7 separate regions of the Mus musculus genome follow, and all the other regions are linked to region 6. Evidence: chromatin contacts called from public Hi-C, HiChIP or PLAC-seq and promoter capture Hi-C data. All regions are on one chromosome and are shown on one strand. Each heading gives the region's core, a stretch centred on a gene start, on an enhancer-like site or on the middle of the called end of the contact. The rest is flanking DNA. Distances are from core to core; before and after follow the strand shown. Region 1 holds the start of Rab5c (RAB5C, member RAS oncogene family). Region 2 holds the start of Dhx58 (DEXH (Asp-Glu-X-His) box polypeptide 58). Region 3 holds the start of Osbpl7 (oxysterol binding protein-like 7). Region 4 holds the start of Ttc25 (tetratricopeptide repeat domain 25). Region 5 holds the start of Dnajc7 (DnaJ heat shock protein family (Hsp40) member C7). Region 6 holds the start of Wipf2 (WAS/WASL interacting protein family, member 2). Region 7 holds the start of Cnp (2',3'-cyclic nucleotide 3' phosphodiesterase).

Evidence for each region. Promoter capture Hi-C pulls out the DNA fragments that hold promoters and counts their contacts. A called contact is a pair of places that touch in the nucleus more often than the background predicts. HiChIP or PLAC-seq counts read pairs in DNA pulled down with a chosen protein or histone mark.
Region 1: a contact with region 6 is called in an H3K4me3 HiChIP or PLAC-seq map of stem cell-derived neural progenitor cells, with 4 times the contacts expected there. The contact joins the promoter of Rab5c here to the promoter of Wipf2 in region 6. A contact is called at or near these places in 1 of 39 promoter capture datasets (embryonic stem cells) and 3 of 115 datasets of contacts at active chromatin or transcription factors (astrocytes, embryonic stem cells and stem cell-derived neural progenitor cells).
Region 2: a Hi-C map of B cells shows a contact between it and region 6, with 7 read pairs. The contact joins the promoter of Dhx58 here to the promoter of Wipf2 in region 6. A contact is called at or near these places in 4 of 39 promoter capture datasets (hematopoietic stem and progenitor cells, hippocampal neurons, liver and 1 more), 1 of 484 Hi-C or Micro-C datasets (B cells) and 1 of 9 other capture datasets (liver).
Region 3: a promoter capture Hi-C map of liver shows a contact between it and region 6, with 6 times the contacts expected there. The contact joins the promoter of Osbpl7 here to the promoter of Wipf2 in region 6. A contact is called at or near these places in 2 of 39 promoter capture datasets (liver and pre-B cells).
Region 4: a promoter capture Hi-C map of embryonic stem cells shows a contact between it and region 6, with 8 times the contacts expected there. The contact joins the promoter of Ttc25 here to the promoter of Wipf2 in region 6. A contact is called at or near these places in 2 of 39 promoter capture datasets (embryonic stem cells and hippocampal neurons), 1 of 115 datasets of contacts at active chromatin or transcription factors (large pre-B cells) and 1 of 9 other capture datasets (embryonic stem cells).
Region 5: a Hi-C map of B cells shows a contact between it and region 6, with 7 read pairs. The contact joins the promoter of Dnajc7 here to the promoter of Wipf2 in region 6. A contact is called at or near these places in 2 of 39 promoter capture datasets (cranial neural crest and pre-B cells) and 1 of 484 Hi-C or Micro-C datasets (B cells).
Region 7: a Hi-C map of B cells shows a contact between it and region 6, with 7 read pairs. The contact joins the promoter of Cnp here to the promoter of Wipf2 in region 6. A contact is called at or near these places in 1 of 39 promoter capture datasets (hippocampal neurons), 1 of 484 Hi-C or Micro-C datasets (B cells) and 1 of 9 other capture datasets (pancreatic islet).

The regions. Positions count from the first base shown.
Region 1 is chr11:100,736,906-100,740,099 of GRCm38.p6, reverse strand. It overlaps Rab5c (RAB5C, member RAS oncogene family), which reads left to right and starts at 1,885. Exons shown (of 6, transcript NM_024456.5): 1 at 1,885-2,022.
Region 2 is chr11:100,702,862-100,706,144 of GRCm38.p6, reverse strand. It overlaps Dhx58 (DEXH (Asp-Glu-X-His) box polypeptide 58), which reads left to right and starts at 1,874. Exons shown (of 13, transcript NM_030150.2): 1 at 1,874-1,974; 2 at 2,076-2,244; 3 at 2,450-2,651; 4 at 2,876-3,066. The coding sequence starts at 2,077. It overlaps Kat2a (K(lysine) acetyltransferase 2A), which reads left to right. Exons shown (of 18, transcript NM_001038010.2): 14 at 1-62; 15 at 150-186; 16 at 321-384; 17 at 485-569; 18 at 714-1,399. The coding sequence ends at 907.
Region 3 is chr11:97,049,379-97,052,970 of GRCm38.p6, reverse strand. It overlaps Osbpl7 (oxysterol binding protein-like 7), which reads right to left and starts at 2,151. Exons shown (of 23, transcript NM_001310509.2): 1 at 2,018-2,151; 2 at 595-746; 3 at 360-485; 4 at 148-201. The coding sequence starts at 669.
Region 4 is chr11:100,543,625-100,546,907 of GRCm38.p6, reverse strand. Ttc25 (tetratricopeptide repeat domain 25) reads right to left here and starts at 1,300. Exons shown (of 12, transcript NM_028918.3): 1 at 1,000-1,300. The coding sequence starts at 1,107.
Region 5 is chr11:100,618,180-100,621,426 of GRCm38.p6, reverse strand. It overlaps Dnajc7 (DnaJ heat shock protein family (Hsp40) member C7), which reads left to right and starts at 1,800. Exons shown (of 14, transcript NM_019795.5): 1 at 1,800-1,899. The coding sequence starts at 1,823. It also overlaps a transcript of Nkiras2 not described here.
Region 6 is chr11:98,861,627-98,864,901 of GRCm38.p6, reverse strand. Wipf2 (WAS/WASL interacting protein family, member 2) reads right to left here and starts at 1,304. Exons shown (of 8, transcript NM_197940.2): 1 at 1,000-1,304.
Region 7 is chr11:100,573,013-100,576,328 of GRCm38.p6, reverse strand. Cnp (2',3'-cyclic nucleotide 3' phosphodiesterase) reads right to left here and starts at 1,390. Exons shown (of 4, transcript NM_009923.2): 1 at 1,261-1,390; 2 at 1-93. The coding sequence starts at 1,263.

The DNA.
Region 1 (3,194 bases), core at 636-3,135, 1.9 Mb before region 6:
TCAGGATCATTTCTCTAGCCTTAGAAAGAAATACCAGGAATTTTCTTACCCTCCTGAATAAGGAACTCTTCTTTCCTGGATAGGTATTTGATATTAAGCTAGGTATAGTGTTGTTATAGTGGGCAGGTCGGTGGAGAAAAGAGCTGGTCACCAGTTAAGAACCTGCTAAGAATTCACTCTCCCAAGCTCTGTCTTCTCTTAGCTTACATTTCTGTGTAGGTCTGTGCATGTCATATGGTGCATATGTTGTAGGAAACTGGCACCTTGGTGATAAAGATGAAATTGGATGTGGGCACAGCTTTGTGGCAGGCTGTCCCAGACAGGTCTATTCTTCAGCTCAAACTTTCAGGGTATGACTGATGCTGTTCCATGCCCTAGGCATTACATGGTCTCTGGGGGTGGGCTTTGATTTTATAAAAGTTTTGAGTAGTATCCCCGGGAGAGAGATGCAGAAAGAGGCCAGTGTTGGAGGATGAGGTTAAACAGAAGTGGTCCTAATTCATGCCGGGCGTGGTGGCGCATGCCTTTAGTCCCAGCGCTAGGGAGGCAGAGGCAGGAGGATTTCTGAGTTCGAGGACAGCCTGGTCTACAAAGTGAGTTCCAGGACAGCTAGGGCTACACAGAGACACCCTGTCTCGAAAAACAAAAAACAAAAAACAAACAAACAAAAAGTGGTCCTAATTCATACAGAAGGAATTAGAAGCAACAGAAACAGAACTGACCTGTGGTAGAAGGGTTAGTGGTTTTCATCTATAGTGACGGGTAGAGAGAACACAGGTAGTCTTTGAAGGAGCGCTAATTCTGACTGGGGGCAGAGTGAGGGAGATGAGGGGGTCTGGTATATTTGGGAACAGAGCCTAAGAAAGAAAGCTTAGTCTGTCGTGGTGGTTGCACATGTGTTTAATCCCAGCACTCCAGAAGTAGAGGCAGGAGGATCTCTGTGAATTCAAATACAACCCATCTACAAAGTAAGTTCCAGGCCAATCAGGACTACATAGTGAGAGCCCATGTGAAAGGAAGAGAGAGTGAGAGCAACCCTTGGCAGCAGCAGGTCTCCTTTTCAACCATTTAGTATCCTCTAGACAACTCCTTCTTTTAAAAAAAAAAAATTACATTTCTTCAAGTATTTAGCGGGAGGGAGGGTGGATGGGTGGTTGTCAAAAGACAACTAGTGGGAGTCTGTCTTACTCCATGTGAGTCCTGGGCACGGCACTCAGTCAGGCTTGGCTGCAAGCATCTTCACCTGTCGAGCCGTTTCGCTAGCCCCCAGAGAGCCCATTCTATAGAGCTCTCAGAGATTTCATCACCTTTTTTTTTTCTTTCTTTTTTCTTTTTCTTTTCTTTTCTTTTTTTTTTTTTTTTTTAAGCCAGGATCTTACTACATAACCCTAGCTGTTACTCACAGAGATCTGCAAGCCTCTGCCTTCGGATCGAGCCATTACACCTGACTCCATCGCCTTTCCTATAATAGAATGTCCTCAACAATCAGCCTCCTGGGCGGGCTTGGCTTCTCCAAGTTGCCGAGGGCACACGACCGGTCTGCGCGGCTACGTGAACATCATATTTTTCCTTTCTCAATTCTGCATGAACAGCCCTCTGTCTGCTCTCTTGGAAAGCTCAGCCACACGCCTTCCCTCGCGGCACTTGGAACTGGCAGTGACGCGATAAGCAGGCCTGGACCGGCTCCGCCCCACCGGCAGCCGGTTCCACCCAAAACCCAAGTGCCAGGCAGCCCCCGGCTCCTCCCTGTGCGGAGAACTACAAGTCCCGCCATCCCTCGCGCGCACTCTCCCTCCTTTCCCGCGTTGATTGTGGGTAGGATCGGAGTGTCTCCCATTGGTCTGTTCTTTCTGTCAGTCACCTGGGAATATAGAGAGGCGGGGCAGAGCTGAAGATCCGGATCCGGAGCGGCTGAAAGGCGGAAGTGGAGGCCGGAGCCTGGGACACCGCCGGGGGTGGGGGGGAGAGGAGCGGAGTCTGTGGAAGCCCCGGCCCAAAGTAACGCTGCTGCCCGGAGCCGCGGTGAGTGTGCCTGTCCCAGGGCCAGTGTCTCACTTGTGTGGTAGCCTCCCTGGGGTACCCTTTCCTCCTGCCCAACCTTAGCTTAGGGGGACACTGACCCCTCCCCCGACCCGTAGCCCCCTCTTAGGGGCTCACCAGGGCGTCAGGCCAAAGGGGGAGCTCCTCTTTCCTTCGCTAACCTGTCCTTCGGGAGCCTTTGGGAGTCTTTTGAGGCTCTCCTCTGGCCTGTCCAGTCCACTTGTGGGAGAGAGGGACTCTTAAGTTCCGCTCCCCACCCCCTCAGCTTTCAAAATCAAAGAGTCTTTACCAGGTGCGAAGGAACCTGTCCCCCTTCTCTTTTAGAGGTGACGGAGAGTGCTGTCTCTCCTGGTTTTCCTTTCCTGTGTTCTACGCCTCCCACTCCCCAATCCCAACCAAAAACCCAGTTGTCCCCCTGCAGCCCTGAAATTATCTTTATCTCGATTTCCTTTCGGAGATGCGGGGATGGGGGGGGGGGGATGTCGGAATGAGAGTGTTGTACACGCACAGAAGTGTTTTTGCGCGCTTACAGTTCCTTACTTCCTCTTGAGCTTACGAGGACCTCAGCAGAGTTTGAATTCTGGGTCACTTAGACGGAATGGCAGCCTTCTCCTTGGACTGCACGTTATGCCCCCAGCCCTGTCTTAAGTTCTCTCAGTGTGTGTTCGTCTTCCTGCCTCTAAAGAATTTAGCTGAGCTCTGCTCAATCCTAGGGACAGATCACAGATCAGGGAGGATCTGCCCATTCATTATCTTCTGTCTCCCCTCCTCCTTCCCCCCTGCTTCAGGCCCAGCCCTGTCCTTCCAGAGCATGTGAGTGGTTTCCTTAGAGAGACTGCTGCCTGCTTATCTATAGGGGTGGAGAATAGACCAAATAGGAGTAGTGTGAAATTGAGGCACCATCTCTTAACCACCCTGAATCACACACCACTATACACTTGAGCAACAGGTCCATTCCTCACCAGAGTCTCCACTCCCCTCTTGGCTTGGACTTTTTCACAGAGCAGTTAGTCCACATCACCGTGGCAGGTATAGTTTTCGTCCGTAAAGGAATTGCTTATGTGTGCTGGAAAGTGCCAGTTCCCCTACTGTATTGACACAGGATTCTTGTGTTTTCCTTGGGACTTAAGTGTGTGAAATGGCTGGTATCTCTG
Region 2 (3,283 bases), core at 625-3,124, 1.8 Mb before region 6:
TGGACTCAGCTGCTTCAAAGAGGGAGTGAGGCAGATCCCGGTGGAGAGCGTCCCTGGCATTCGTGAGCAGGGGCCTTGGCTGAGAGGGCAGGGGGGCATTCTCAGGGCATGGGTAGGCATTCTGAGGGATGCTTTCTCCCCCTCTGCAGGAGAGACAGGCTGGAAGCCACTGGGAAAGGAGAAGGGGTAAGTGTCCATTCAGTCAAGGGGGAGTGACCACAGGAATGGAGGCGTGTGTGCGTGCGTGTTTGTGTGTGTGTGTGTTTGTGTAGTAGGGCAAGAAGGACCCAGACCTCAGCCTCGGTATCTGTCATTTCCAGCAAGGAGCTTAAGGATCCTGATCAGCTATATACGACCCTCAAAAACCTGCTGGCTCAGATCAAGGTGGGAGGCCAAGGTCTTCTTGTCGGTAACTGAAGTGGGTGGCGGTCTTCGGTTGGGCGGTGAACACTGGGCCTGTCCTCAGCTCCTCTCTTCTCTCTAGTCACACCCCAGTGCCTGGCCCTTCATGGAACCTGTGAAGAAGTCAGAGGCTCCTGACTACTACGAGGTTATCCGTTTCCCCATTGGTGAGGACCCTTGTACTCACTCCCCAGCCTAAGCCCCCAGTCTTGACAGGGTAGCCTGACTCCTGTCTGCATGTACCATGGTGGGCAGCCCCAGTTACAGCCCTTCACCTCTTAAAGTCATGTGCCTTCTCTCTCGTGACCCAGACCTGAAGACCATGACAGAACGGTTGCGCAGTCGCTACTATGTGACCCGGAAGCTCTTCGTAGCTGACCTGCAGCGGGTCATCGCCAACTGCCGGGAGTACAATCCCCCAGACAGCGAATACTGTCGCTGCGCCAGTGCCCTGGAGAAGTTCTTCTACTTCAAGCTCAAAGAGGGAGGGCTCATCGACAAGTAGCCCCCAGCTGGGATCCGCAACATCCACCTCCATCTCCTCAGATCCGTTTGGGGGCTCCCGGCCCCCTCTCCCGGACTCAGCTGGAGAAACTCCAGCCAGGGACCCCAGATCTTACAGACTTTCTGGCCAGCAGGCACTCACTCCCAAGCCAGCAGCTCTCTTTCCACCTTCCTTGCATCCCACCTTGGGGAGACGTCTGGTCTGGGGCCAGCCCGTTGTAGAATGTCTGGTGGCCAGGGCATGAACTGTTGGTCCTTATAGAGCCATGCAGGCTGAGCATCCTGAGCCTGGTCCCCATGCCTGTTTCCCAGGGCCAGGACTATTCAGTGAGTAGCCTTCACATGGAAACAGCCCAGACTGGAGGAACCATGAGGGGCCTTGGCTTATCCTACACTGTTGTCTATCTGTCCCTCCAGGATTGGGGGCAGGAGGACCATTCATTCCTTGGCATTAATCCCTCGGAGGGAACAATAAAGCTTTTTTTTTCCCCTGTGTGATTGTTTTTTGGGGGGGGGGTCCGGCTTTAGACTTAGCAGGCTGACCTTTGCTTCTCGAGTCCTGACTCTTCTAACCTGAAAGCCTAACTTCAGGCTACACTGGTGCCACTGACCCCTGCAATATATAGTGGGGTGATGGACCTGGCTGACTGCCGTCCCTCACCTCCTCTGCTTCAATAACTTCCAGCCTGTCTCCCCTGCAAAGGGAGAGCAAGAGCTTGTCCTTAATGCCTGCCTATTTCCTGACTCCTGGTCCAGGAAACAGGCAGCCAAGGTCAGCCCCTCCAGGCCTTAAGCTCAGCCCAGATGGACAGGGTTACTGCCAACTGAAAACAGATGAGGAAATAGGGAACCCAGGAGCAGTGACTGTCAGCATCTCCCTTGCCAGTCTTCAATTTTTTTTTTTTTTTTTTTTTTTTTTTGATGGCTGGGTTGGGCTCCAGCTCTGGCTGGCTCCTCCCCTTGTTTCAGTTTCATTTCTAGAGCTCCAGAAACCTCCGCAGAGACCAGCCTAGTCTGCTGCTATTCATTTCCAAACCCCATCCTAATCCTGGCCAGTGCAGGCTCCAGGTAGTTATCTACGAGTTCTTGGCTAAGAACAGCCTCTGAAGCTTACTGGGCTGGCTGGGAGGAAGGGGACAGTACGTGTTCTGATCTCTCTGCCATTCCAGAATGGAGCTGCGACCCTACCAGTGGGAAGTGATCTTACCTGCTCTGGAGGGCAAGAATATCATTATATGGCTGCCCACGGGTGCTGGGAAGACCCGGGCAGCTGCCTTTGTAGCCAAGAGGCATCTAGAGACGGTAGACAGAGGCAAGGTGGTGGTACTGGTCAATAGGGTGAGTGGTCTGCCCTTCCCAAAGTGGGGTCTCTTAGCTCATCTCTTCTAGACGACCGCTCTGCCAGGTCTCCTCTCCTTGGTTCAGGAGATGGCTGGGTCCTGACATCTTGCTCCTCCCACCTTCCCCCACCCCAACTCCCAACAACTGCCATTTTCCACCCCCCACCCCAATCCAAGTTCTCTTCATTACTCTTCACTCCTAGGTACACCTGGTGAGCCAGCACGCCGAGGAGTTCAGGCGCATGCTGGATAAACACTGGACTGTAACAACCCTGAGTGGGGACATGGGATCCCGAGCTGGCTTTGGCCTGATGGCTCGGAGCCACGACCTGCTCATCTGTACGGCAGAGTTGTTACAGTTGGCACTCAACAGCTCTGAGGAGGATGAACACGTAGAGCTCAGAGGTGAGGGGGAAAGCCGTGACCTGCTCACAGGACGTGCTCCTGGGCAAGCAAGCCTCCTTCCTCTAGCCCAGCCTCGCTTTCATTCCTACCTGCTCCCTGTCTGGGACCCAGCCCAAAGTAGGGAAGGGAAGAGGAAAACTTCAGAGAAAAATGAGGGCTTCACAAAAGTGCTATGAGAAAGAAGCAGCAGCAGCAGCCGTCCACTGTCTCTCATGTGCCCCCAGAATTCTCGCTGATTGTGGTGGACGAGTGTCACCACACCCACAAGGACACCGTCTACAACACCATCTTGAGCCGGTACCTAGAACAGAAGCTGAAGAAGGCAGAGCCCCTCCCCCAGGTCCTGGGTCTCACAGCCTCCCCAGGCACTGGAGGGGCCACCAAGCTCCAAGGGGCCATTGATCACATCCTACAGGTCAGCTGAGCCCCTCCCACCATAGATCTTTGCTTGTCTTGCCTCCCAGTCCTACCAAATATACTCTTCATACTATGGCTATGCTCGTCTCTTCCGCTACCTTGAGCATATGAGGCTTGTGGGACCCTTTGAACTTACTATTCCTTTTGCCTGGAAATGCCCTTGCTTTTGAACCTCCATCAGATTCGTTTTCACCATTCAGTGAACAGCCCTGTCA
Region 3 (3,592 bases), core at 902-3,401, 1.8 Mb after region 6:
AAGCCAACTGTAACTTGACAGAGGTTGCTGAAAGGTGGAACTGAGTGAGAGCCATACCCTGCTCTGGCTAACTCAAGACTCCCCCCACCTGCTCAGAACATCCTGGGACAGGCTCCCCCCAGCCCCCAAGCCCGGAACCTGACTCACATCTTGTCGAGTCGTGGCATAGTGTAGGATCCCGTCCTCCAGCACAAAGTACCTCTGTACCCCAGAGGGACAGAACAAGCAGCCAGGAACATGGAGGGTGGGGGGTGGGGAGAGAACAAACACACACATTTTTCTTCTCCTTTCCACACAGGAATACCAGGGCTGTCCAGCAGCCTTCCTCAGGTAGCTCCTCCCTTGCCCTGCCGCCCTACCTTGTGCCAGCCCTTAAGAGGCCACTTCCTCTTCTTGAGCAGGTGTCCTTCCTGTCTCTCAGGCATGATGTCGTCTGCTCCCAGCCTGCCCCGAGGCTCCTCCATCACCTCCCACAGCTCCGAGGCCTGAAGTCCAGAGTAGAAGGAGAACAGCAGTTGCTGAGGCCACTGCTACCTCAGTCCACGCCCCAGGGACCCAAGCCCCGCCTACCCTCCGGCACTCTTCTGCTCAGACCTGCTGGGTACTGCTGGGCTTTGAAGACTGAGTACTCTCAGCCAAAGAGGGCGTGTCTCTTTCCTGGAAGTCCATGAGGAAGAAGTTGCTCCCCGATGAGGACGGCAGGGCCGGGTGGGTTGGGGAGAATGTCACCTTGTCCTGGGGGAACCCTTGAAGCAAGAGAGAGACCCACGAGTACTACCATACTGCCATGTGTCCCACCGTCCCACCGCTGGTCCCTCCCACACCGAGACACACATCCTCCACTCACATGACATCCCCACACCCCCAGTTCCCTGACCACCCCTGGGCCTGGGCAGCTACGCCCAACCCAACCCCCACTGTGGCCACTGCACCCAATGTGTGCCTCTGTCCCGGACATGCACCCAGGAATCCAGGAAACACTCTGTGTTTGTGAGGCTGGGGAATGAAGGAAGAAGAGAGTCCAAGAAAATAGGGGGGAGGGGGGGCTCAGAGACTTGGTGAGCAAGATCTCCTTAGCTCAGCTGCCTCCCCATCCAGTATCTCTGCCTACATCTGTGGCTTTGCCACCCCTCTGGCACAACTGTTCTCAAACTTCTACTAACTGGCCCCCTATAGCTGTCAGTTCTCACTCCCATTTTCTGCATGGGGAAACTGAGGCCTGAGACAGTCCCATCTTCCCATGCCTCCTCTCACCAGACACCCAGACACGCCGAGAATACCCACCTTGGACTCTCTTCCCTGCAAAGCCTTACCAGCCCCTTGCTACCATGTTAGTCCTCTGTGTTCCTGAGAAACCTCCCACCCAGAAGGAGCAGGGCACTGACCGGCTATGACACTGTGGGTGGGAGAAGAGGTGGCCAAGAACATGTCGTGGTCCACCCAGGTCCCGAGGCAGTGCCCACAGGCGTCCTTGGCACCGGCTCTGGCCATCCTGGCTCCGCCAGGAGATCAATAATGCATGAGCGCTGTGTGTGTGTGTGTGTGTGTGTGTGTGTATGAAGGGGAAGGGACTGGAGGAGTGATGTTGCCCTGTGTCTGGGGAAGCAGCTCAGAGCTTCATGCAGCTAGCAAGCACCTGAGGAGTTGAGGCCCAGAAGGGGCAGGGAAGGGACAGTGTGAGTGTGGCCAGGAGGTCACAGCATAAGGGACCAGGCTACAAGAGGCTGGCCCAAGGGGAAACTCCTGCATTCAGCCATTTAAAGTTTCAAAACTCTTCCGGTGCTGGGGTATTTCTATGCCCTTGTCCTGGCCGCTAGAACCCTGGCCATTTGCTGCTGGCCCCCCCGCAGAGGTGGGAAGTATCTACCGGTAGGAAGGAGAGGTGGAGTGAGACAGGTGAGTGCCCCCCTTAACCACCCCCATTCTCAGCGCCTTTACCAGAGGAGTAGACCCACCAGCTCCAGAGGAGAGGAAGCCTTCCCAGGAATGTCAGGCCGTGACAGCAAGGCCCCCTTACCCCAGGATCCATGGACGCCAGAGCCTCTTGATCCGTACGCTGCTGTGCCTGAGACTGTCTCCGAGTCACCGGCTAGCTCTTCACAGAACTGAGCAGTTGCAGCAGCTACTGCAGGAACCAGGAAGGAAGGAGACGTCGGAGCCTCCCCTCCAGCCGGATCTCCCCACCTGCCCCTCCTCCGTTGCCTCCTCCCGCCAAGCTCCGGGCTGCCGCTCAGCTCTGCCCCCCTGCTCTCGGGAGGACTAAGGACGGAGTGGTACCAAATGACTTGGAAATGAGGGGCACAATCCCCACTGGGCATAGTTCCACATGCTTCAGAGGACTGAACAACTGCTGGCTTCAAGCCATCGAAGGTAAAGGATTTTATTCAGACTAACATGGCCTTGACCCCAGTGAACACTCAAGGCCATTTCCTTATTCACCCTGCCTCTCAATTACACCTGAAATAGATGGCATATTTTGGACCAGCAAAGATATCAGGTTGACTGGGAAGGGACAGAGACACCGTCCCACCCCACCCCCACATACTCTGGGACATGACAATCTGTGCCAGGAGCACAGTCAGCAGGCAAGAGGGACAGCTGAAGCCCCACCGAGGCTCCTCATTGAGAGCAATGCCCTACCAGGTCAGTCCGTGGCAATCAGGAAGTATGGGTGCAGCAAGTCTCTAGGAGCAGAGATGCAGAGAGGTGGGAGCAGCTATGCAGTCATGGGCTGGCAGTTATAAAACAAAGACTAGCTGGGGCCCCTCCCCTGACCCTCAAACACCTTTACCCCACTGTGTTCAGTTGCTGAAATAATCAAGAATTACATTATGAGAAAGACCTACAATTCCCAAATGGATGAGCACGGACTAACAGGTTTGGTGCCTGAGAAATGGTAGCACCAGCAGGCTCTGGTATGATGGAAGGCTCTTGTGTGGCTGCAGAGATGATGTGGGCCAATCGTCTGCTCCACCTTTCTAGACATCAAAGTCTTACACACCACAGCAGTACCTGCTGTCTGGGCTCCCTTCAAAACCTCAGCATGGATTTAGCCTCCCAAGAGGGAGGGGTGCAGTGGGCAGCACCAGGCAGGCCTCTGGAGGCAAAGTGGCACCAGGAGGAGCTACTCTGACATCCAGAGCCTCAAGGGCCTTTTAAATGATTGAGTATCCCTGGGCATCTGCAGAGGTGGGGACTGTGGGAAGCTGGTCCTGGCCCAGGCCAGAGGATAGCTGCTGCAGATCTTCCAACTGTCCAGGACTAAAGACGCTGCGGCACTGCTCCAAGTCTGGGAAGGAATGCTAAGGAGTCACTCCACATTCACCCTGATCCACTCAGGATCAAGAACAGTGGCAGGCCACAGGCGGGAGGTGCCACTTCCCAAGACTCAGGGAGGGCCTCCTGCCATAGCCCCCAGGGCTCCTATTACATGAGAACTCTAGTTCCCCCAGCCTTCGTAAGGAAAAGCACGTGAGATGTAGTATTTGGAAGGACAGGCAACTAGGGAAGATGGCTTTTAAGGAAGAAAAGTGAGAATTTGGAGAGGACTTGAAATAACCCAGACAATAACTTTGTAAGATCAGGAGTTCAG
Region 4 (3,283 bases), core at 51-2,550, 1.7 Mb before region 6:
ATCAAGAGAAAGGTAATCATGAAACATTTAATGATTGGTCACATTATGTCTCCAACTGGCAGGCATTAGTGAGAAACTATAAGAGAAAATGGCAAAAGTCAGGGTTTATGTGTGACAGTGGCATATCATGGGAACCAGGAGTATGATATCCACAAAATGGACCTCAGGGCTGCTGGTGATGAAAAAAAAATGGTAATTGGGTGGGACTGGAGATTTTTTAGCAGCTAAGAACACTAACTGACTGACTGCCTGCTCTTCCAGAGGACCCAGGTTCAAGTCCCAGCACCTACATGGCAGCTCACACCCCTCAGTCCATTTCCACACTCTAAGAGGGAAGTATGCATGTGGTCCATGCATGCTGGCAAAACACCCATCACATACAAATATTTTTCTTTAAGTGGTGAAGTGTGTGTGTGTGTGTGGTGGGGGGTGGTATCGTGTTGATTTATTGGTTAACAGCACTTACTATTCCTGTAGAGGACCCAGATCTGGATCCCAGCACCCATTTGGTGCTACATAACTGCCTGTAACTCCAGTTCCAAGGGATCCAGTTCCCTCTTCTGGCTTCCAAAAGTACCAGGCATGCATGTGGTATACATACACACAAATCTTTCATCAACAACACAATGGTGGTGGGTCCAGGTAGCAAGCTGGGGTTCCATCATTCCAGAGGCCAACTGCAAGATAGGGAGTTGGCCTCCAGAGGACATAAGGAGGGCACCTTCCTTTCAAATCATAAGTTGGGAATGAGGGTGCACATTGGAAGTCATCTCTCAGGAAGTAGGGGTAGTTCGAGACCACCCTGGTCTACAGAACAAGTGTCTATCTCAAAAGAGGAGCGGAGGCGGGGAGGAGGTTGAGAGAGGAAAGAAGAGAAAAAAAGAAGAGGGGAGAGGAGAAGGAAGGGGAAGGGAAAGAAGAAGGGGAGGAGGAAGAGAGGGAAAGGGAGGAGGGGAAAAGAGGAAGGCAACACAGTAATAGGATCAAAGCGCAACTCACGTTGGTAAAGCTTTGAATGGCCTTAGTGAACTCCCCGCACAGATAAAGCCTCTCCCCCTCTGCCATGTAAGAGGGAAAAGTGCTTCTTAAGATATCACCGTCCGACATGGTCACCCTACTTTTGGAAATTCTGAAGCAGATTCAGAAAGGAAAAGAGGCTGGAGAATCGCCGGCTTGTTTTGGGACAGCCCGGTCTCTTAGCAACCTAGAGAGATAGTCTAACTTCCGGTCCCTCCCCTCCCCTCCCCTGGCGGTGTTAGGCCTCCGGGTGAGCCCGCCCAGCGTGCTCATGCGCCTGTGTCGCCACGCTGCGCACACCGGTCAGACAAGTGCTGAGCGCGTGGCCGGCGGCTGCAGGACGCTGGCGCTCCAGAGTGATCGCTGTTTGCTTGTAGGTTGCTTCTCCCCTCCAGTTGCCACGTGGAAAGCCTCGCAGACAAAGCAAGCCAAGAAAATGAGAATTGGAGGCAAAATTCCAAGTAGGATTAAGGCTTAAGCACTCCAGGTCCCATTAGGAAGGAGAGAGAATTTTGGAACCGGAGTCAGAGGGCTTGGGCAGCCTTCTCTCTTGTCACTTCTTAGCTGCGTGATCCTTGACCAAGCACATTAGGGAACTGAAAAGTACGCGTTCTACCTGCCAAATGAACAGGAAAATAATAGAGCCCTCAGGGACGTGAGGATTTGCATGAGAATGCAATGGAAAGTGTGATGGGTTTAGCTTTCAATGTCACATAGTTATGGAACACTTGCTAATAGCAAGTCTAAACTAAGGTCTAGCCTGACATAATTCTGCAGCCATTCAGGAGTAATGGCTGTGGGGATAACTCAGTTGGTAAAGCGCATGCTAAGCATGCAGCTCTCTGTTTCAGTTCCCCCAACCCTGGTACAGCCCAGTGTGATGGCACCATCTTGTATTAGCCAGCCCTGGAGAGACAGAAAGACATGCATTCCTGAAGTGTCCCCTGGCATCTACATTCACATGTGCACAAGCACACACATGTTCACACACACACACACACACACACACACCACACAGACACAGCAGTACCTCTAAGTACCCATAATATCTTAGATAGCTAGCTCAGTTAACTGCCTCAACTATATTGGTTTTTTAAAACAGTCTTGGAGTTATACATGATTTTGAGCCACCACTTGGGTGCTAGGAGTTAAACCTGGGTCTTCTGCAAGAGCACCAGTGCTCTTAATCCCTGAGCCATCTCTCCAGCCCAGAATCTTGTCTTAAACTGTCTTTCCAGAATTCAGCTGAGCCAGGCTTGGTGGCCTGGGTCTTTAATTTTCTTACTCCAGAGACAGAGGTAGGAGGTTGGTTGTGAGATACAGGCTTTCTGGTCTCCATAACAAGTTCCAGGCCAGCCCTGGCTACACAGCGAGTTTCAAACACAAAAACAGAAACAGGATCCAGCTTAATGGGCATGTATTAGGAACAGAATCCAGCACACAGTAGGAGCAAAGCAAACCGTTTTCAGTCTCTAAAAAAGATGTCCTTACTGGCAAATGTATAAACACAAATGAGCACAACATCTGTAATTCTAGCACTTGAGAGACTGAAGCAGGATTGCCACAAGTTCAAGGCAGCCTCAGTTACATAGTGAGGTGAAGGCCAGCCCAAGTAACAGGGGAGTCTCTGTCTCAAGCCACCATAACTGATTACTTGGGAAAATGTGGTAAAGTCAGAGACTTTCATTAGTGCCAATACCCTTGTTGGTTGTTGATGTTGTTGTTCTTTTGTTTTGTTTTGTTTTGTTTTTCGAGACAGGGTTTCTCTGTGTAGCCCTGGCTGTCCTGGAACTCACTCTGTAGACCAGGCTGATCTCCAACTCAGAAATCTGCCTGCCTCTGTCTCCCAAGTGCTGGGATTAAAGACAAATGCCACCAATGCCCGACTATTGTAGTTATTTTTTAAGATTTATTTATTTTATGTATTTTAAGTACACTATAGCTGTCTTCAGACACACCAGAAGAGGGCATCAGATCTCATTACAGATGGTTGTGAGCCACCATGTGGTTGCTGGGATTTGAACTCAGGACCTTCGGAAGAGCAGTCAGTGCTCTTATCTGCTGAGCCATCTCTCCAGCCCTGTTGTAGTTTTTAAAAGTTTTTCAAGATTACCATTGGGGGAAATGACAAAGGAATACCTAAGCCAGGTATGGTTATGGTGGTGTACACAGACAGTCCCAGGACAGAGAAAGAGGGTAGCCTGGAGCTCAAGGATAGCCAGGACCACTTAGCAAGGCTTTATATCAAAAGGAAAACAAACCAAGC
Region 5 (3,247 bases), core at 551-3,050, 1.8 Mb before region 6:
TCCAGATTCGGTCAGGTTGACAAGCAGGGCTAGCTATTACACAGAGGAAATACAACAAGGTTCATGACAGTTTTGGAGCCAGGAATCCCTAGGGGCTCAGTATTGATTGCAGAGACTAGCCAAATAATGAAGATGTGTGGGAGGCCAGGGACCAAACACCACAATAGCACGCCATTGGTAAGTTTATTACAGGGAAATGACACACTCCATCCACTTTTGCAAGAAAGGTCATTCTCTCGGAAGAGCCAAGGCTTGGCAAAGATGAAACTGAGGATCAGTTAGGAGACTATTTGCAGTCTCTAAGTTTATTGTTTAAGAGTTTGGGATGAAAAGACTTGGGGGATGTGTGGTGTGGGGACAAAAAGCATTGATGACAAGGTTTCAAGCTAAGGGCAGTGGGTCTGTGTGATTTACCCCAGGTTTCATGTTGAACAGATGAACAGAAGAAATCTAACATAAGAAATTCAGGAAGGAAGAAAAAAATTGTTTCCCCCCCCCCCGTTGTTGAAAAATGGGTGAAAAATTAAATTCGTTAATTAAGGCAGTGGTTCTCAACCTGTGTGGGTCATGACTTTTTTTGGCAAACCTCTATCTCCAAAAATATTTACATTACAATTCATAAGAGTAGAAAATTTATAGCTACAAAGTAGCAACAAAAAATAATTTTACGGCTGGGGATCACCATGACAGGAGGAACCATATTAAAGGGTCACAGCATTTCAATTCACTGAGGTCCAGCTATCATTCTCTATCCAGTGGCCCAGGTAGTTTCCACTCCGTCAGTAATGATAAGGACCTACAAATAAGGTTAGGGACTTTGACACACACTTTCCTTAAGGGAAATTTAAATTCCATTGTCTTATTTTCGTTCCTTTTGGCTTTAAATTACAATTTCAAGGTCGTCTCCTCCCCACATTTAACCTCAGAGGGCCTCAATTTAATCCAACACTGTTGTGTGTGGTAGTGGTACTACAAAGATAATTATGCTGTCTTCCCAATCCAGACAACATCTGGCCAGACAAGCGTGCTGGGTAGAGTTTATGAGAAGTAGGAGTACAGGGGACACTGAGGAAAAGGGACCTCACCCCATGAGCTGCCTTATAAACTCCGGGGCAGGGGCTGGCGCGCCATGTCATCCTTTCTAGGCTTAACGCTGAGATGGCACTCCCAAGCGGCTGACATGAAAGCAGCCTCATAAAAGGGTCCGCGTCATTGGGGTGATGAACCAGTTGGTGCTTAGAGATCCGTGGAGGATGAAAGGAGCAGGGTGAAGACGCCCTGCGTTCCCCTCGCTTGGTTGGGCAGGGCTTCCAGGAACTGATGAAGCTGGGGATTGGGCTCAAAGTAGCTCTTCATGCCTTTCCAGGGAGGAAGCTGTGGACACACTGCAAAGTCAGGAAGGTAGTCTTGGGGGGGGCTTTTCTTCCTCAAGTGTCTTGGGGACCCCGTCTCCACCCACCAGGGACTCCCAAGCGTTACCGGAGGCTCTCTAGGATTGCTAGTTGTTATGGCAACCGGGCTGTAGGGATACTGAGGCAAGCTTAGGCCCAGAGAGGCAACCTCCTTCTGTACCCTCCTCCTATTCACGGGTAAAGTGGCGCCCCCTACGCACAGGAACCGTCCCTGGGCCCCCGCCCCAGCGCGGAGACCACCGTGGACCTCCAGGGATGGAAGGCCGCTCTGGCCCCAAGCGGAGCCTCTCGTTGGTAGACGGGCTCGAGGGAGTCCCTCTGGGCGCGGCGCCGCCGAGCGGCTCGATGCTCCGACCGGAAGTGCTCTACACCGTCTGCCTCCCACCCGGCTCTCTGGTCCCGGCGGTAAGATGGCGGCTACCGCGGAGTGCGATGTGGTAATGGCGGCGACCGAGCCTGAACTGCTGGAGGACGAAGACGCCAAGAGGTAACCAACCGGGTGGTAGAGTCATGGAGGAGACGAGCTTGCAGCTCGTGGCTTGGGGCAGGTGGACCCGCCAGCGAGGCAGCCCCCAGATGCAGAGACGATGGCTCTCCTGCAGACACCCCCCGCCCCCATCTGAGCTGGAGTCGACCGAGATCCCTCTGAAGGGGTACACTTAGGGGGTCTGCTGTCCCCTTCTGCTTCCGCCTAGCAGGGAGCTTGAGGCATGGTCTTGTTCTGCCGCGGGGAGGAAGGTGGACTTCATCGTGGAGGCCGGGTTCCCGGGCGGGGGCGGGGGGAAGGGTAGGAACCCCAGAGGTCGGCTGCAGAGTGGGGGAGGCGTCGCGGCGACAATGACGACTTCCTTAACAGAGCCCCGACCTCCGCCCGCTCTGGTTAACTTGTGTGCATTGTTGCCCGTCCTGACTGGTCGTCTCCGAAGCCCGCATTCTCCTCCTCACTTCCCTTTCCTCACTAATGACCCTTAGTGGTCTCTAGTGTGAGGCTGAGAGAATTGGATGCTCACTGTATGGACCTGGTCGCCCCCCACTCCCCGATAGCCGTAGAAGTTAAGAATGGATAGACAGAAGGGCGAATGAGGAGCTTGTCTCTTGCAGTACGGGGGCAGACGCTTCTTCGCCATTCCTCCCAAGAGCATTCTTAAGCTCAAGGAGAACAGCTGTTTAAATGCAGTTGGCACTGCTGGGCAGCTGCAGTGGCTCGGGATTGCTAGTCTGGCCTAGCCTAGGGAGGTGCTGAGTGAGTGGTTTTTCTCGAACACTTGGTGAATTCCGACACCAGCTTAAGAACGGGTTTTCAAAGCGGGGTGGGGTGGGGTGGGGTGGGGGGGTTAGAGTACGCTTGGGAGCGGGCGGGACTTGTTCTGATACCAAAGGTGAACTGATTCTTTTATCAGTAGCATGATTAATTTGATCCTTTTCTTAGGATGGACTACAGTCCCCTTACTCTCCTTCCCTTGTGGTTCATGTTCATACCAAGCCTGTAGGGAATGTCTTCAGGCTGAATAATTTGAACAGAGTCAGTTCAGGAGGTCTAGAAATCAGGATTCTGAGGGGTTTACTGTCCAAGTTAGACTTATAAGCGGTACTCGGAGAGATACGGGGAATATTGTAGTCATCAGGTGTATGGTAGTACCTGACTTGAAAGCTGAGATGCTAGACAAAGTGTAGTTGATCAAGAGCTATCAAGTTTAGCCTTGCCTCCTCCTCCTCCTGTTTGAGTTTCCATGTCATTACAGTGTCTGGAGTTAAGCATCATCCGCTCCTATATAACTTAAGGTATTGCCAAATGAGAACGGAAGCCCCTCGCTAACACAAACAGAGCTTACATT
Region 6 (3,275 bases), core at 55-2,554:
GAACAGCCAGGGCTGTTTCAGAGAGAAACCCTGTCTTGAAAGAAACAAAACAACAAACAAACAAATATAGTTTACGGGGCTGGGCAGTCATAGTGGCCCACGCCTCCCTCTGAGGTAGAGGCCAGCGGATCACTGTGAGTTCCGGGCCAATCTGGTCTACAGACTCTGAGTTCCAGGACAGTGAGGGTTACACAGACAAAGTGTCTCAAAAAAAAAAAAGAAAGAAAGAAAGAAAAGAAAAGAAAGAGAAAGAGAAAAAGAAAGAAGAATTTCAGGGATCAGATGTAGCAGGTGGATCAGGATTTAAAGGCCAGCAGAAGCGGGGACAGAGGTAGATTCCAGTGCACACCAGCTTCCTCCAGCTCCTCGTTTCAATATTATCCTTCCAGAATATGCCTTCCTAATCAGTAACTCGACCGCACACACAGCCTACGTCTAGCGAGCGCCTTCAGATTTTCATCTTCCCTCAATTTCACGCCGCTCCAACAGGGATCCTTCAACTGCAGGTGCTTCCAAGAGCATCTCAGAACATCACTCCGACTCCCTCTCATCCCACACTCTCAACATCTCCCCCAGTGTAAACACGTTCGCTCTCAATCCTCCTCCTCACCCCGATCAATCCCGAAACGTCACACCGATCCTCCTAAACTCGAGAGCATCCTGCCAATAATTACCTTTCCCCAACAGGTCCTCCCTTCCCCATCTCCCCCTCCGCGCACGGCTCCCCTCCTACCTCACCCAGAGTTGCCAGTCTTACTCACCTCACCCAACCCTTCAGGATCTCTAATTTCCTGTCTCTCAAAAAACCTCCCTCCTGCCCATTTGCTCAGTCGGTCCCCGCCGCCCTCCACTCGGATGGCCCACGCCCCCTCTCCAGGGTCTCCAGGCCCCGCCCCCAGGACCCCCTCTCCGCATCAGGCCCCTCCTCCGGTGTCCCTCCCCCCCCCCACCACAGTCCCCCCTTCCCGGCTCTCCCTCCCACTCAGGTCCGCAGGTCACCTCAGCGGCGGGCTCAGCCGCCCCGGCGTCTTTCCCACTCGGCGGGGGGCTGCTCCGGGAGCGAATCCTCCGTCACCTCAGTCCTGGTTTAGTCCTGCTCGTTCGCCCCGCGGCAAGCTCTCTCGCTCTCTCTCGCTCTCTCTCTCTCTCTCTCTCTCTCTCTCTCTCTCTCTCTCTCTCTCTCTCTCTCTCTCTCTCTCTCGCCGCCGCCCCTTTTACCAACCCGGAAATGGATCCGCTCCCACCGTCCCCAGCGTCCGCGAACAAAATGGAGGCGGGGGAAAAGGAGGAGGGAGCCGAGGGCCGAGGGCCGCGGGACGCATGCGCTCAGGGAAGCCTGCCCTCTACCGGCGCACGTGGGGGCGGAGCGCCACCATCTTGAGAAGGTCGCGAGTCCGCAGTTGGAAGTCCCGTTTGCATCTTGGGACTGCAACTGGGGCCGCCTGCGAGGCTTTCAGTAACGAGTGATGCCAGGATTCGGTCCATGAGATGCTTATTTAATTGGTTGGATGCGGCCTGAGCGTCTCGACCTTTAAAATTGCGCAGGTAGAGAACCAGTGAGCTAACTGATGTATCTCAAGTATGTTTTCTTTCGTGTTTATTTTTTTGCGCGCACACACACACACCATAAGCCCTAATATGGTCTAGAGTACCCTTGAAGAGGCCCAACAGACAAGCTCTGGTTGTCATAGCAACAGAGAGGCGAGCTTCTTCTAGCAGGTCATTGGTTAGGTCGTTGTAACCACTTAACTAGTGATCCCCAGCTCGGTAGGCTGAGGCATGGTGTTGTGAACTCCTCTATAGGTGCTTGGATGAGAGAGGGGAGTCCTTGTCGCTTGCTGGTTTCCATTGCTTAACTCTGTTGCCGATGACTAAGGATCTCATCTTCATACACAAAGCTCGCCACCACACCAAGCAACCCCATTGCTACCCTATGTCTCACTGCTTCTCCATCCAGTCAACCCAGTGACCAGGGCTGAACCTCAAGTAAAAGGCCAATATCAGCTAGCACTTAATCCCCACTCACTAACTGTGTGTTCGTGGGTCTCAGCTACCTCATAGTGTTTGTCCTTTCTCACAGTGCTTGAAGGCTCATCAGGTAATGAATGAATGGGAAAGCATGTGATAAGCCATAGCCTGTTATTATTTTTGTTTTCCCTCTGTTCTGCCCCACCCACTAGTGCTAAATGTCACATTGAACATTTGCTTTGGGCCATTCATTGAGCTCTGTACCTGGGGATGGTTCCAGATGTGACTCAAGCAGACAGCTTCTGCCCTCCGGGAGCTCACCATGCTGGTGTATGGTGCTCATGCGGGCTGGCATGTAAACAGACAGCTGACGTCCAAGTCAGTGTGCGATTAGAGTTGTGACATGTGCCGGGATGTCACAGGAGTGATGAATTCCTGCTGAAGAATGAGAAGAGATTTGTAAATGGTTTGAACTAGCCCCTGCAAGATGAGTAGAATTTTGCTGGGCTCTGTAGCTCAGAGGAGGCAGAGGCAGGCAGATCTCTTAGCTGGGGGCCACCCTGGTCTACAGAGCAAGTTCCAGGACAGCCAGGACTGCACAGAGAAATTCTGCCTCAGAACACCAAAACAAACAAAACAAGAAGAAGAAGGGGGCTGGAGAGATGGCTCAGTGGTTAAGAACACGGATTGCTCTTCCAGAGGTCCTGAGTTCAATCCCCAGCAACCACATGGTGGCTCACAACCATCTGTAATGGGATCTGATGCCCACTTCTGGTGTGTCTGAAGACAGTGACAATGTACACTCATATATAAAATAAATCTTTTAAAAAGAAGAAGAAGAAGAGGAGGAGGAAGAAGAAGAAAGAGGGGGAGGAAGAAGAAAAAAGAGGAGGAGGAAGAAGAAAGAGGAAGAAGAAAAAGAAGGAGGAGAAAGAGGAGGAAAGAAAAAAGATGAATAGGATTTTGTTACTAATCAGTGAAGGCGGGGAACACATACCAGGCATGATCAGTGGATGCAAAGGTAAAGATGCTCAGATAGCTACGTCATGAATATCTGATAATGGGGCGGCTGGACGAGAAATGCAGTGAATCTGCACTGTTTACTAACTAGAGCTTCTGAACTCTTTCCTTCATCTCCTTACCTGCCCCGTCTTCGGTTGCTCAACGATATGTAGACCCACTTTCTTCCTTCCTCCCTCCTTTTTAAATTTCTTTTTAGTTATATTTTTTTTTCCATTTATTTATTTATTCACGTTACATCCTGATCACAGCCCCCCTCCTTCCTCTCCTCCCAGGCCCACCCTCAC
Region 7 (3,316 bases), core at 141-2,640, 1.7 Mb before region 6:
CAGCTCTGGCTTCTCCTTTGCTCCTGAGGATGACATTTTCCTGAAGAAGAGCTTGGGCAGGAATGTGTGGCTTTTGCGGGTAAAGCTTGTGTTCTGTGTAAGAAGGGAGGAGGAGATGTCAGCCCCGGCTCCTCAAAGCCAGCCCGCAAGCACCACACCCTAGTCTCTGGCCGAGTTCTCCCAGAGGGGGACCGCTTGTCAGTTGAGGAATCCCCAAGCCTAACTTAAAGCACCCTTGAATGGTGGATGCTTTCCCCGGAGGGGAATGGTGGATTTTCTTCCTCGCAGTAGATCCTTCAGTATCTTCAACAGCTGGGTTGTAAGGTAGAGGGAATCTTTCTGAAGCTACCTAACCTCTTAGTCTCTGGCTCCAAGGATCACTCTCTGCTCCCCCTCAGAACACCTTGGTGACAGGGCACGCAAGGGCAGCAAGTGCCTGTGGCTCCCTGTCAGCCCTAACTTATATATTCTTGGCACCTCTTAAGGATGTCCTGTTTGGAGGCCTGGGGCTCTATGTATGGGCAAAGCCACAGCTGCCTTGGCTCTCTTGAGTGTGCAGAGGAGGGTGAGGGCAGGGGAGGGTGACCCAAAGACCGCCTCCCTCCACCCAACAATGGCACCAACAGATAATACTCTCTTGTCTGGGTATAGGGGGACAATGGTCCCACAGAGGGCTGGTGGGGGGCAGGGCAGGAGGGCACTGGACAAAGGGCATATTCACAACCACCTCCTCCTCTGCTCTCTCAGTGCGCCCCCTCCCCCAATCTGTAGGATTAGGGCACAGGGCACCTGTATTCAGAGATCTGTGCCCCCTATTCTGCTGTGTGTTAGCAGCACCTCTCTGACAAAAACAAGACATAGCGGTTTCAGTTGTCATCTACAACGGCTTCCGCCCCTGAGAATTTAGCTGGCTTCTGGCTTCTCTATAGCCTTGTGCAGGAACCCACTCCCAGCGCGGGCTCCACAACAGCCCTGCACTCTCTGGTGCTACCCAGACCCATTTGCCAGCTGGTGTCGCCAAGGAGCATCGACTTTCACTTCCCTGCGGCGATATTTCCTTCTCCAAAGACACTAAGACTCCCCCAAAATATCCCCGCTCGCGCCCCTTGCCTTAGGGCTGCCTTGGAGGACCCAGAGGCAACTTCAACTCCGGAACCTGGTGTCCTCATTTGCAAACTACTTCTGCCCATGCATCCCCAAGAATCTCGCTTTCAGTTAGCCTCTCTCCCGCCCCGGCCCCCACGCACGCGCTGCGCTCACCATGATGAGTGGGCGCACCGCCGTCACCGCCTTTGCGGGTACTATGTCTCCGGGGCCGCCCGCCTGCGTGAGGGACACGGGCGTCTCCGGGTGTCCGGGGCCCCCCCACGCAGGGTCCCTTTCATAGCCTGGGGGCGGGGCGCGCGGACAGGGCGGGGTCAGCCCGAGCCTCTGCGCACGCGCCCCCGGGGAATGGAAACCTGAGTGCCAGGAAGCAGCGGTCTGAGCCTTGGCAGAAAGTAAAAGCACACCTGGACTCTCAATGCCAAGAAAGAGTCCGCCACGCCACCTCTTTGTTCCTTAAAAGTTAAAGTTTAACTTTTTCCCTTCTCTGAGACAGGAACTCACTATGTAGCCCTGACTGTCCTGGAACTCACCATGTAGATCAGGCTGGCCTGGTACAGAGATCTGCCTGCCTCTGCCTCCCAAGTGCTTGGATTAAAGACATCACCAGGAGAGAGATGAACTCTTAAAACAGGAGGCAGTTGCCTTTCCTGGGTTCCCAGGCAGGCTGGGATGAAATGGGTGCAGTCAGATAGTTTAAAATTTTGAAACAGGCTCATAGACCTTATCACAACTGACATGTGAAGGAAGTACCATTCAGGCCACGAAACCAGGCCGATAGGCATCACCGCCTCCTAAAACAAAAACAAAGACCTAATTCATCAAAGTCCATAATTCTGGGAAAGGCCCTAAATGTCCTAACCTTGATTTTTGGCTCCTATAGTCTGCTTCTGACTTAGGTGTGTCAACACAGGATGTGGTTTTTATGATTAAAAGCCTACCCTGAGAAAAGTGCTGGGTGGTGGTGGCACACACCTTTAATCCCAGCACTTGGAAGGCAGAGGCAGGTGGATTTCTGAGTTCAAGGCCAGCCTGGTCTACAGGGTGAGTTCCAGGACAGCCAGGTCTACACAGAGAAACCCTGTCTCAGGAAAAAAAAAAAAAAAAAAAAAAAAGTCTAGTGAAGGGGCTGAGGGGCTGGCTAATAAAGACTTTCTATTGGCTTCCGCTTGGGTCTAAGCAGTCTTCTTTGCTGGATATCCCCCAAAAAAGGTTTGTTTTAAAGATGAATCTCATGTAACCCAGGCTAAGTTCAAACTCTCTATGTAACAAAGGGTGACCTTGAACTTCTTATCCTCTTGCTGGAAATTCATACATACAAGAACATGTCAGCTGTTTAAGATGCTGGGGTTCCTGCAAGCTAGGCAAGTGCATCCTAGCTTCGAGGACGTGGTGACATTGTTCACTTTCACTTTTTTCTTTAATCCCAGCACTTGGGAGGCAGAGGCAAGCAGATCTCAGTGAGTTCCAGGCCAGCCTGATCTGCAGAGTGAGTTCCAGGACAGCCAGGCCTACAGAGAGACACCCTGTCTCAACAAAACAAAACAAAACAAACGGATATATAATTATATATAATTTCTCAGGAGCAGTTGAGATATAGCTTTGTTAACATGGCCACGTTACCCTGAGTTGAACTTCTAGGCCATGAATGATAGAAAACCAACTCCCTCGACTTGTTCTTCTCTGACAGCCACAGGCAGGTAGTAGGTGTGTAGGTCCGCACACATAAATGCACACAAAAATAAATTAAAATGTACTTTTTATTTCTTTGAGAGATCTCTCTGTCCAGCTCTGGCTATCCTGGAATTCACTGTGTAGACCAGGCTGGCCTCAAACTCACAGAGATCCGGCTGCCTCTGCCTCCCTGATGCTGGGACTAACAATGTGTACCACCACTGCCTGGCTTAATAGATGAGTTTTATTTTATGTGTATTGGTGTTTCGCCTGCATATGTGTCTATGTGGGGGTTTAGAACCTTCTGGAACTAGAGTTATAGACAGGTGTGAGCTGCCATGTGGTTGCTGGGAATTGAACTCAGGTCCTCTTAAAGAGCAGCCCTTGCTCTTAGCCTCTGCGCTATCTCTCCGGCCTCATTTAAAATGTAATTTTAAAAAGACATGATTTAAAATACTTTTATCTAGGGACTGGGACTATAGCTTGGTGTTAGAAGACTTGTCTAGTAGGCACAAGTTCCTGGACTTGACCTGGGGAT